Linked DNA regions of Mus musculus: region 1 is linked to region 2. The links are chromatin contacts, called in public HiCAR-type maps. All regions are on one chromosome and are shown on one strand. Each heading gives the region's core, a stretch centred on a gene start, on an enhancer-like site or on the middle of the called end of the contact. The rest is flanking DNA. Distances are from core to core; before and after follow the strand shown.

Evidence for each region. HiCAR-type assays count read pairs that join an accessible place to other places.
Region 1: a HiCAR-type map of astrocytes shows a contact between it and region 2, with 6 times the contacts expected there. The contact joins the promoter of Lhx9 here to the promoter of Camsap2 in region 2. A contact is called at or near these places in 1 of 39 promoter capture datasets (liver) and 1 of 115 datasets of contacts at active chromatin or transcription factors (astrocytes).

What each region holds. Positions count from the first base shown.
Region 1 is chr1:138,841,050-138,843,749 of GRCm38.p6, forward strand. Lhx9 (LIM homeobox protein 9) reads right to left here and starts at 1,395. Exons shown (of 5, transcript NM_001042577.1): 1 at 759-1,395. The coding sequence starts at 932.
Region 2 is chr1:136,344,607-136,347,567 of GRCm38.p6, forward strand. It overlaps Camsap2 (calmodulin regulated spectrin-associated protein family, member 2), which reads right to left and starts at 1,498. Exons shown (of 18, transcript NM_001347109.1): 1 at 693-1,498. The coding sequence starts at 831.

The sequences.
Region 1 (2,700 bases), core at 145-2,644, 2.5 Mb after region 2:
AATCATCTCCGCAGACTTCTGTAGTTTTTTCCCCCTTTGGTGCGTGGAAGGGGGACATGTTTAGGTTACTAGTATTTTCACGAAGACATAATAACTGCTGTTACGAATAGGAACCGCAATAGTAGATTCCATCTCTTGAGGTTGTAGCGCTCATGTTCTTGCTTTTAGACTAGGGACCCGCTCCTTCGCATTTTATTTGATTTGATTTCCCACTATCCAATACACTGGTCCCATAAGGAAGAGAAACGCAATTTTTGTGACGACCAGAGCAGCTGAACTGTCCTGCAGAGCCCCTAACAATCTCTGGTTTCGGGTGCTGAGCTCCGAAGAATGGGAAAAGGACCAGAACGTTGAGGTCTACTCTGAAGGTCTTGTCTTCTATCCCAGGGCAAGGACGCCAGGCCGGTAAGTAGTCCCCCTATTAACTGCACCAAGGCTTGCCCTGGGGGCGGGCGGATCCGGCCTGGCGGCCAGGTCGCGGGAGACTGGAGTTTGTGGTTGGCAGGGAGCACGCCCGCTCCTTCCAAGGCCCGCTGCCCTGTCGGCTCGGGATCAGCTGCTATACAAAGACTGGAGAGCTCAGGACTACAACATCTTAGACACCTCGATTCGGAAAGGGAACCTTGCCTAGCAAGCACGCCTCTCGTGAAAACCTTGCGAACATCCCTAGGCAAAAGTCCCCGGGACCCGCCATCCCCAACCTGGGCGGACCGGGAGACTCGCTGTTTCCCGGGCGCCGCGCCCGGACTGGTCCTTACCGCGTCGCGGCCGTTGAGCTGAGTGCCTTTGGTCAGACGGGCCTCAGTCTTGGATCTGCGCTCCATCTCCTCCATGATACCTTGGATGTGGCCTCCGGAGATTCCGTGGAAGAGCATGGCTGGGGGGCGGAAAGGACACGAATTGTTTTCGGCTCGGCACCCCACTATTTCCATAAACACACGCCTGGGGCTCTCAGTTCATTCGAGTGAAGAAGCAAAAGCGACCGCACAGGGCTGCGCGATGCAGAAGCGTAGAGACGCGTTGGGGAACAGGGACAAGAGAGGAAAGAAGAAAACGACAGAGTAGAAATAGCTCTACTTGAGAGGGAAAAGACCGAGGCAAAAGAACGACGGGGAAGGGGGCGGGGGGGGGGGATATCCAGGGTTTTCCAGAAGGAGATGTGCAGAAAACAAACAAACGCGGACGGAGGGAAAAGCAGGCGATTCTAACTGCAGCGAGAGATCGAGTTACTAATGGAAAACAACTGCCGAGGGGGGTTGAAGTGGGGGGGAGGAAAACAAAATCTAAGGAAGAAAGAAAAATAGTTTTGAACACAAAGAAAGAGAACGAAGTGCTAGATTCAGCGGTCCCCGGCTGCCTGCAAGTTCCCAGTGCCTGTAGGTTGCGTTGGGGACTGCTCCAGCCGGAGCTGTGTCCAATTTGTTAAGAGACTAAAGCCAGCCCATTTTTGATAATTTAGTAGGAGGAGTCCTCTCCCTGGAGCTGCCACGGATTTTTATTCAGACAACAAAGACCTGTCATACCTCCTCTCAACCCCCTGGTGATGGGCAAGCAGGGACAAACATTACAAAGGGGTGGGGGACTGGGGGAAAGGCAGAAGGAGGGGGTCTTTACCCCCTCCCCACATGCGCGCCTGCACACACACACACACACACACACACACACACACCCTCAAGCATACATCTTTCCAAGAGTTCCCAACAGTCATGTTTTCAAAGCGGTAAAGGAGCCCTTATTGTCCGCATCCTGGATTTGATCCTAGTTTATCCGACCCCAGCCAGGAGTGCACAGAAGATCAGTTCCAAACCTTAAGTTTCCTTCTCATCTACAGACTTTTTTAAATCCCCGTTTTACAAGACTGTCACCAGAAATGTATAAAAACCCCACAGACTTTGAATCACTCCACGGAAACGGTACTTTTAATGTATGCTCCCTTGCTCCCCATCTCTTCTTAACTTACTTATTAAAAGCACTCTTCAGACAGTTGTCTGCTTGCCTAACCTCCCCGAGGGCAGGCGGTGCCACCAGGCTCTGAGACGTCCACCAAAGTGAAAAAGGGGCGTGGAGAGCCTACTTTTCTGAGTAATACTTTTGGAAATATATATATTTACTATATATATATATACATATATATAGTAAATTTTTCGAGTGTACAGGCCAGGACATGCTTTTGTAGACTGTATACTTAACAGAACCTTGACCGTGGAGCGGGTTACTCTTTTACCTAATTCTAGATTGAAGGTAAACTTGGAATTCTAGAGTCCCCTTTGGAATTTGTCACCGTGCACAGGTCTTGGGTGAGCTGGATGCCCGACTAGGGTAGGACGACGAGGCAATAGCCGCTAGTGTTCCACACACTTAGAAGGGTGTGAAAGAGGCTCTGGGTGGAGGCGGGGAAGTGAGAACTAACAGGCAGGATGGCAGACTGCTCCTCACAAGAGATGGTATTGTTCTGTCGCCCTCTGTTCTAGTTAGCTCGGCCCTTCCCCTCCCTCTGGACCCATTAAAACGTGTCCACAATACCGCAATACTCTGATATTGTGGATTCACTGAAACGACCACGGGGTGGGGGTGGGGGGAGTCCTAGGATCGTGATGCCAGGAGCAGCGACGGGAACTTAATCCGAAAGGGAAGAAAGCCTGGCCGCTCCCGCTCCTCTCTGCCTGCTCGCCAGTCTCGGCTTCACCACCACTTCTCGGG
Region 2 (2,961 bases), core at 248-2,747:
CAAGCCCCCCCAAAAAACCACTTCTACTTCAAAAAAGAAAAATTCAAAGGAAGGAGGGGTTGTTTATCTGATTTTATGACGTCAAAATACATTTGGAAAAGGAAATATGCCTCAGTGACATTAAGTGAAAAAGCACTATCCAGTCAGAAAACTAAAAGTGGTTTTAATGGGTGGCTTAACGAGAATTTGGAATGTGTATGAAAGGCTGTGAGAGGAGTAAGGAACGCCTACAAAAGATACTGCACTTCAACACTGACCACCTTTCATCCTACATAGCCTGACTAGCAACCACCATTACAAATGTCAAGATCAATATAGTACCCCACCTTCTTCCAGTAATAAGCTCAGATTTCTTGGTATGGTAACCACAATTATGACCGAAAGGGAAACGTATGCAAGATAATAAGGAAAACACCACACATTAGAGCCATTTTGGGAAAACACGATAATTTGCTCGCGGAATTTAGACACACGCTATTCAATAAAAGGAACCCGGTCAACCCCTCCCGCGTCAGTCAAGGGCACCTCATTTAAGACCAAACCTGCCTTCTTTCTTTCTCCTAGAGCTCGTCTCCCGTCATCTCCCTAAACCTGTACCGGAAGATACACATGGGGGAGGGGGCTGGAATCAGGAACAAAAACTGGGATGTGGACAGCATCGGGAGGAAGAGGAAAGGGACGACACCACTTACCTGTCCCAAAGGCTTTGGCCACCAGCCAGGCCAGATTGCAGGCGATTTTGGCCCTGGAGAAGTCATAGTGGTCAAAGGGTTTGATGGCTGGAACAATGAACGTCCTTCTCATCTCCCGCGGGTCTGCAGCATCCCCCATCTTTCACGGCGGCTGGTTGGGATGGAGGGACGACGGCCTTCACATGGTGTGGCGGAGAGAGGAGTTCAGATCGTCCGCGCCGGTCGCGGCCCTCCCGGGCGCCGGGCACGGAAAAGCTCAGCTGTGCTCGTCGCGAGTCCGCCGCCCGCGGGAGCCGCCGCGGCCCCGGGCATAGACGTGAGGCGGCACCCGGCCGCGCTCGCTCCGGCCCGGGTCTGCCCCTCCGCCTCCCCTTTGTCTCCGTTTAGTCACACGGGCTCGCAGGAGGGTGGCGGCTGAGAGGGCCCGGAATGCTCGGGCGGGGGCAGCCTGGACGATCACGTCGCGGACAGTGTCCCCGCCATGGCGGAGCGCGCACGCCCCGCCTCACTCACGGCCGCCCCTCGGGCCGCGGGACCCGCCGCGGAAAACGTCAGAATCGCTGCAGCGCGCGAGCCGCCCGCGGCCCGGCGCTTCTCCGGCGCTCCGATCGCCGCCGCCCGCCTCCTCGGCGCAGCTCAGGGCCAAGGCAGCGGCCTGGGGGAGGCCGCAAATCAAATCACGGGCCCTCGGCTCCTGCCTTATCGGGCTTGTCCTCGTATTTTCCGCTACCCCTCCCGTGGCCGGACGCCTCGCTCCCCTTCAGCCGCCGCCGCCGCCGTCGCTGCGGTTTTCCGGCTGCGGCACTGGATGGAAAGAGCAGATGGGAACACTGAGCATGCGCCTGGCGCGCCCGGCCCCGCCCCCGCCGCTGTCTTGCGCCGCCATGCGCACTGAGCATGCCCAGCCTCGCTGCCGCCCGCGATGGGCTCCGCGCCCCTATCCATTAATCAGCACAGTGCCCGCTGGATTGGACGTTCTGTACATCCGCAGCTTTGGGCTGCTGCCGCCGACACTGCTGGACGAGGGAAGGAAAGAAAGGGAGAGGAGAGGCTTTTCTCCTCCCGCTACACGTGGTTCAGCCAAGAGAATTGATATTTGTTTCAAATGCTGCTTATGTCACACGCGTATTGCTGAGAATTTGCCTTGCACACCCATTTAATCCTTGCAGTAACCCTGAGAGAGGTGATACAGCTGGTTGACCACGAAATTATGGAGGGATGCAGTAACTTAAGTCACCCATGGGGTTTAACCAGGGTTGAAGGTCAGGTTTAAACTCTCCAAAGCTGTATACATTTCACGTCATGACGTTTTAACTTGATACTCCCCACTTAAGTTTTCTAAGTGAAGGATCCGGTTTTTTGGTACCTTCTGTTTCCTCGTAGAAAGAAACATAAACCCTTCCACAAAGAACATCCACAATTATGATTTGTCGCAGTTCGTCTTGCCAGAACTCTCTCCGTTCCCCCACATGGGTATGCTTTCTCAGAGCTGTGCGCTGCCTGTCTCTGTGGTCTCTGTCCACAGTAGTCACTCCCTCCAGAAAGCCTTCCCTGATACTGCCAACTTCCCGTGCAGAACTGATTCCAGAGCAATGTATGTCCTTTATGTCATAACTTGTCACACTGCATTCCAACCACCAACTGTCTTTAGCTTTCAAGCTGACTTGCCTTGTCTCTGACACCTATATGATGCTAAACCTCACAGTAGTTGCTCTATCAATGTCTAGGGTCAAAGGGAGAATGTTACTGTAGTTAACACCGAGTTTGGTTAACTTTCTAATTCCCCACTTCTTGTTTTAACACATCTGATTTTAATTTATGTAATCCTGGGTGGTTTTCATTTTACAGATGAGAGAGCTAAGAGTCAGAAAAGCCTCTTAAATTGCAGATATAGTAAAGGCATAGTCACAGTCTGAACCCAGAACTATCTTACTTTGTACGACTAGGGCCTCCCTATTATCATCAGCCGTTAAGATGGGAGACATATGAAACATGAGGGGAGGCGTTTTGATCCCTACTATCGAAAAGGGCAGCTCCAGGAGCAAGCCCCTCCCTTTTGATTTCTGTTTAATCCCCAGAAACACTCCTCCTTGAACCCAATAAGGCATTACAGATAAGCCCCACTAACAATGCCAAGCAGGAAAAAAGGCACTAGAAATAATATGCCATTGGGTGATTGGCATATTTTTTTAGTAATTCAATTAATATTAATAGGGTTTTTCTCATGGGCAAGCCCCTTTGAAAAATTAATGTATTAACTGGTTTGTCA